Linked DNA regions of Mus musculus: region 2 is linked to region 1. A link is a contact called in public Hi-C data. All regions are on one chromosome and are shown on one strand. Each heading gives the region's core, a stretch centred on a gene start, on an enhancer-like site or on the middle of the called end of the contact. The rest is flanking DNA. Distances are from core to core; before and after follow the strand shown.

What was found. A called contact is a pair of places that touch in the nucleus more often than the background predicts.
Region 2: a contact with region 1 is called in a Hi-C map of cerebellum, with 1.9 times the contacts expected there. The contact joins the enhancer-like site here to the promoter of 5930438M14Rik in region 1. A contact is called at or near these places in 1 of 39 promoter capture datasets (hippocampal neurons), 2 of 484 Hi-C or Micro-C datasets (brain and cerebellum), 1 of 115 datasets of contacts at active chromatin or transcription factors (neural progenitor cells) and 1 of 9 other capture datasets (embryonic stem cells).

The regions. Positions count from the first base shown.
Region 1 is chr13:101,230,739-101,233,438 of GRCm38.p6, forward strand. 5930438M14Rik (RIKEN cDNA 5930438M14 gene) reads left to right here and starts at 1,389. Exons shown (of 4, transcript NR_046158.1): 1 at 1,389-1,628. The region is part of intron 2 of Gm36427 (a long non-coding RNA gene); the gene reads right to left.
Region 2 is chr13:101,406,548-101,409,247 of GRCm38.p6, forward strand. No RefSeq gene overlaps it. Among named protein-coding and RNA genes, the nearest start is that of 4922502H24Rik, 10 kb to the left of the region's middle. Within about 2 kb of position 1,279, at least 4 of the 459 cell types and tissues checked have an H3K27ac peak or open chromatin away from gene starts, as enhancers often do. A contact at or near this core is called in cerebellum, where this site is marked.

The sequences.
Region 1 (2,700 bases), core at 139-2,638:
GCTAGGATTAGGATGAAAAGAACACAAACTTTCCAGACAATAAGAAGGGTCCCATCAGATGTAGCATCTACATCCCAGTGTGATTTTCTCCAAATACAGAAAGCTGATTTTTCCACCACCTGTATGTGTTTGGATCACAGAGTTTTGGTGATCTGTATTGTCCCACCGTGCCTCTGTCTATGGAAGTGTGTGGTTACCGTTGAGGAAGAAGCTCACCGTTGAGGGCTTTCTCTGAGAAGTAGGGTAGCCTCTGCAGTCTAGGCAATGCCACATGCTCCCAGACACTCCCAGAGAGAAGTGTAGGGAGGACAGTTGGCCTTGCTGGTGGACAGTAGGATTAAGGTTTTCAGTGACACAGCAAGTGTTTACTTTCTACACAGTAGGTGATTCTGGGTATCTCCGGTCTCTTTGCATCCTCTTCCCAGGTTGGATTGAAAGGTACATATTGGGTTTGTTTTATTTCTGCCAGCATCTTAAGCATCAAAGCAGTTGGGCAAAAACAAAGTAAAACAAAAACAAAACAACAACAACAACACACACACACACACTAAATAAATAAAAAGCAGAAGACACTGCCAGAATTCCCATCAGAATATCCATTTCATCCTAAGCATTGGTTTTGCTGTAATGTCAGAAGTCAGTAGTATTAGTATCTGGTCTCAGCCTGTTTGGACCACCCTGGACATCCACCTTAATCTGCAGACAGTGAGCAAGAGAGCTAGTTTTACACCATGCATCTCATTCCCACATTATACATCTGTTCTCAGAGATGACATGAGGATGTTGGTCTTGTCTTCCTCGTCCCTGTAGCAGGGTGGCAGGTGCTGCTGCTCCTGTGGTTGGTAAGGCTAATTGCCTTGCTCTGGATCTGGGGGGTGGGGGGCACATTGGCTCTATTCCACATTGGCTTTGTTTGAGAGTGCATTAAAGATTTTCAGTTATCCTGAAGACTTTTCAGCAGGACTGGGTACAGCCTACAGGGATATACAGGTCATCAGAAGAGGCAAACATGATACCTAATATCCTCTTCAGCATGTCTGTCAGCCAAAATCCGGGGCAGAGGTGCATTTCCCAGGGTTTATGAATCTACTAACTTTGTCAAAAAGAGAATGGTCAGGCCAGCTAATTCTGCTGTTGATAGAAATTATAGTCATCTAATATTTTACAACTTCCATGAAAATCAGCTTAATGTGTGAAGGCTCCTTGCTCTTTTCAGTAGGTTTTTAAATGCTATAGCAATTACTTTGGCTGCAGTAAAAACTTGAAACTATTCAGAGTATACGTAGTTTCCTTTCACTATCCCGAGTGGCATACATAGTTATTACGATTTAAAGAGTTTTGGCCGTCAGAACATAAAATTCTAAGAGCTTGAGTGAAGAAGTGGGGATGAAGGGACAAAGGAAGAAAGGCGAAGGGAAGAGGAAAGGATTTTTGAAAATGGCTTTTAGCTGTTTAATGACATTTTATAGTCTACTGTCGATCTGAAAGCCCCTTCAGAGGGCTCTGTGGGTCGCTCCATCAATCCCCACTTTTCCCATCAGAGTTGATAAAGACGAATGGCAACAGACATGAAATATGGGAGAAGAGATGCTAAAGATGCGAACAGTTGATTGCTGAAATCCTGCCAGGTAGTTTTCATATCCCAGAGTCCCAACACCTGTGGGGATGCTTGGACTGTGCACATGGCCTCATTGTGGACCAAGCAAATGAATGAAATGTAACTTCTTGCTTTGTAATCCAAGGGTGGCGTGTGTGTGTGTGTGTGTGTGTGTAGCCTAGGGTGGAGTGTGACAAAGTACTACTGAAGATAGAAAGAAACAAGGCTTTTGGACCAGGACAAATGTTAGCTTTACTTTCGTTCCCATTAATCCTGGGTTTGTTTGCTTTGATGGCACTGCCATTTAAGTATCACAGAGAGTAATTGAGAGCATAAATATTCATTATTAAAAAGTCTGAAAAGTGCACAGGTGGGTGGAGAAGAGGACTTTCATAGCCTCTTTGAGAGCCTCCTCCCTCACGTATTCCCTGCCCAGTGAATCTCATTAGTTGGTGTATAAGAGAGGAATTGTAATTCTGTCATGGTTGAATGTATTCTATTTCCTTCTGGTATTTAGAGACCCTCCCCCACCACAATTCCATAATTATGCCTTTGTGACAAGAAAGGTATAGGGATTCTCTGGGGCTTGGGAGTATCTTTGCTCGATCCTAAAAGTGTCTTTCTATTCCCTCTGTGCAGTGGTTTCTTCTTATCCTGCCTAGGATGGAAAGGTACAAAATGGGCTTCTAATTTCATGGTTGAAGTGACAAGAGATAATATCGGTGCAGTTCCTGGCAAACATTTTTTTTCTAATACAAATCTAGAATTTGTCTGTGTGGCCACAGCATGGTCAGGAAGATAAGCAGGTGTATGTGTGCATGTGTAGCTTCAATTTGTGTGTTCTTTTCTGAAGCAGCCTAAGATTTTGGCAGAATGATGTTCTCTATTTGCTGGGTGCAAGTACAGGTGGTTCTTCTGAGCATTTTGTAGCATCCCTTGAGATGTGATCATGGTAAGTGCAGAGTATTGGTCCCAGATGAAAAACAGGGTGTCAGTCCCCCTTAATTTCAGTTATTTCCAAATGTTAGCTCCTGCACAGCCTCTGCACATTGTTCTCCGGTGCTCACAGCAGAGCGATCTACAAGTAGCCAAGAAAGGAGAGG
Region 2 (2,700 bases), core at 29-2,528, 180 kb after region 1:
AGAGTTTACACACTTACATGACTATTCACTCTGGGATTGGCTAACAAGTGTGTAAGGAACACAAATGTGAATTAACAAGACACTAATAGTGCAAATTGTGACATGTCTGTATCACCTAGTTATGAGAATATGAGATATATGTCTATATCACCCATCCTAGATGAGATATATGTCTATATCACCCATCCTAGATGAGATATATGTCTATATCACCCATCCTAGATGAGATATATGTCTATGTCACCCATCCTAGATGAGATATATGTCTATATCACCCATCCTAGATGAGATATATGTCTATATCACCCATCCTAGATGAGATATATGTCTATATCACCCATCCTAGATGAGATATATGTCTATATCACCCATCCTAGATTGATAGATGATGGTCTTCAGAATGTACTGAATGATGAAAAAGCCAAGATGTATAGAAGAATGTGTAGCATGCCTACAATTTTTTTTAAGGGAAACACACTCCCTGTGAGAATGTATTTACATATTTACATATGCATGAAGTCTATGCAGATGAATATACAATGCTTGATAGCATCAGTTGCACCCAGGGATGGAAATGGGTGCTAGAGGCATGGGGATATTTTTGGTTTACACATTTTTGTGAAATCATTCTTATTGATTGCATACATTCACAGACGAGCTTTTCCTGTTGCATGTTCCCCTATGAAATTATCCCCTTAGTCAAGATCCAGAAAACACTGTTTACCACCAAAATCTTTCTTTGGCTGCTTTGTAGGATATAGCTTCTTTCAGTTCAGGCTTCAGGCAACCACTGACCCATTTTTCTTATTAAAGATTGGTAGAATTTTTATTGCAATCACAACAGAACCGATAAATTAATCTGGGCAGAAGTGATATTTTAACAATGTTATATCTTCCAAACTTTAAACATGAAAGATAGTTCCATTTATTTAAGTCCACATGCATTTATTTAGTAATACTCTAATCTTCAGTAAGATTTTATTATTTTTAATCTCTAAGCATTTCAGGATGCTTTGTTCTTATTACAAAGAGACTTTTTGAAAATACTGTTTTATAATTCTTGTTAGTAAGTAGAAATATAACTTATTGTGCAAATTATCACCTCACAAGTAAGATGGCTTAGAATACATCTCATGATCTCTATGGGTTGGCATCCAGGAGTGATTACCAAGGTGGTTCTGCTGTGAGGTTCCCATCAAGAAGTAATGTGGAGCCCCAGTCATTTGGTGACTCTCATTGGGGCAGAAGAGCCTGCTTCCACAATGGAACATTCATGCTGGCCTGCCAGATGGTGCTCTGGGGATGATGCAGGCAGTAAACTGGGTTCCCACAGAGCAAGCAAAAGCTGTAGTGTTTCCTTTTGACTTACATTCAAAAGTCACATGTTATTATCTCTGATATATCAAGGAGTCAAAGAGGCCAGCATTATTTAATGAGAGCAAGTGGCAAACACACACCAGCATGAAAGCTGCAGGTGCGGGTCATTGGGAGCCAACTTGGAGGATGGCTACTGTATACATGTGCTATAGTTGTAGTTTATACAGCTTAGATTATCATGCCTCCTGAAAAATGTATTCTTTAAGTAGATTTTGGGAGGCCTCTAATTTTTTTTAGATGCTTCCTGTACCCCACCTCTTCCTTTCTCTAGGCCTTAATCTGGGACTCCAGGTACAAGTGTGTTAAAGTGCTTGTCTCTAATGTTATTATAGTCTTGCTCTTTTTATATAAATCCGTCTCCTCTACCTGTGTCTAATTTAAGATATGTCTTCTATCTCTAATATGGTGTTAAGTCCATTAACTATCTTTTGACTTCAGATACATAATAATTTTGGTTTTCTGGGGTGTTTATGTGCCTTTCACTTCATTTATGCTCCACTTTCTTATAGATTATTGAGCTTAGACATTAGTCGGAAATTCTGCTAATTCCACATCTGAGCCACTTCTGCAGCTCTGTGGACTATTTCTGTTTTCATTGACTGGATTTTCTTGTGATTAGGGGTCAGGTGTTACCTACCCCTTGGCATATGCAGCACTTATTATTACTGAGTATGCTCTCATACTCAGTAATAAAATGAATAATATGAATGTTTGGATCTTGGTGATTTTCCTTACCATGTTGATATTTGGGCAATGTATTTGCCCATCAGTTTAATCTTTGTTGGGGCAGCTGAACAGCAGGCTTCTCATAGGGCTGTTTGACTTACCCCACTAATGTTGGGCTTTTCTGGGGGTTTCTGTTGCATGCATATTCAAATGAGGTCATATTCTGAGTGACCACATGAATGTGTCTTAGTGCTTTAGCTCCAGGATTCTTAGGAGAGCCCCTGGAGCAGTTCTTTGACTGGATTTATGGAGTTAAGCTAAACATCTGTAATTTGGGTTTCATCTAGCAACTCCTATGAAGACTGCTGGATTCTTCCACTAGTTAGCTCCTCCCTCTCTGGAACACTGCACTGGTTAGCTCCTCCCTCTCTGGAGCACTGCACTGCACTGCACATTTACTGCTGCCTCAGCCTTTCTGGGCTCCCATGTCTCCTCAGTTCCGGGAGCCTTCCAAGCTCTGCATGGGTGCTCCTTCCTGCCCCAAGGTTAGGAAATCGCTTCCAAAGATCACAGATCTTCTAGCGCTCACTGTCCAGTTCTGGAAAAAGGGTGTTTTATATGCTTTGTCCAGTTGTTTGTGGGTTACAGGAGTCGAAG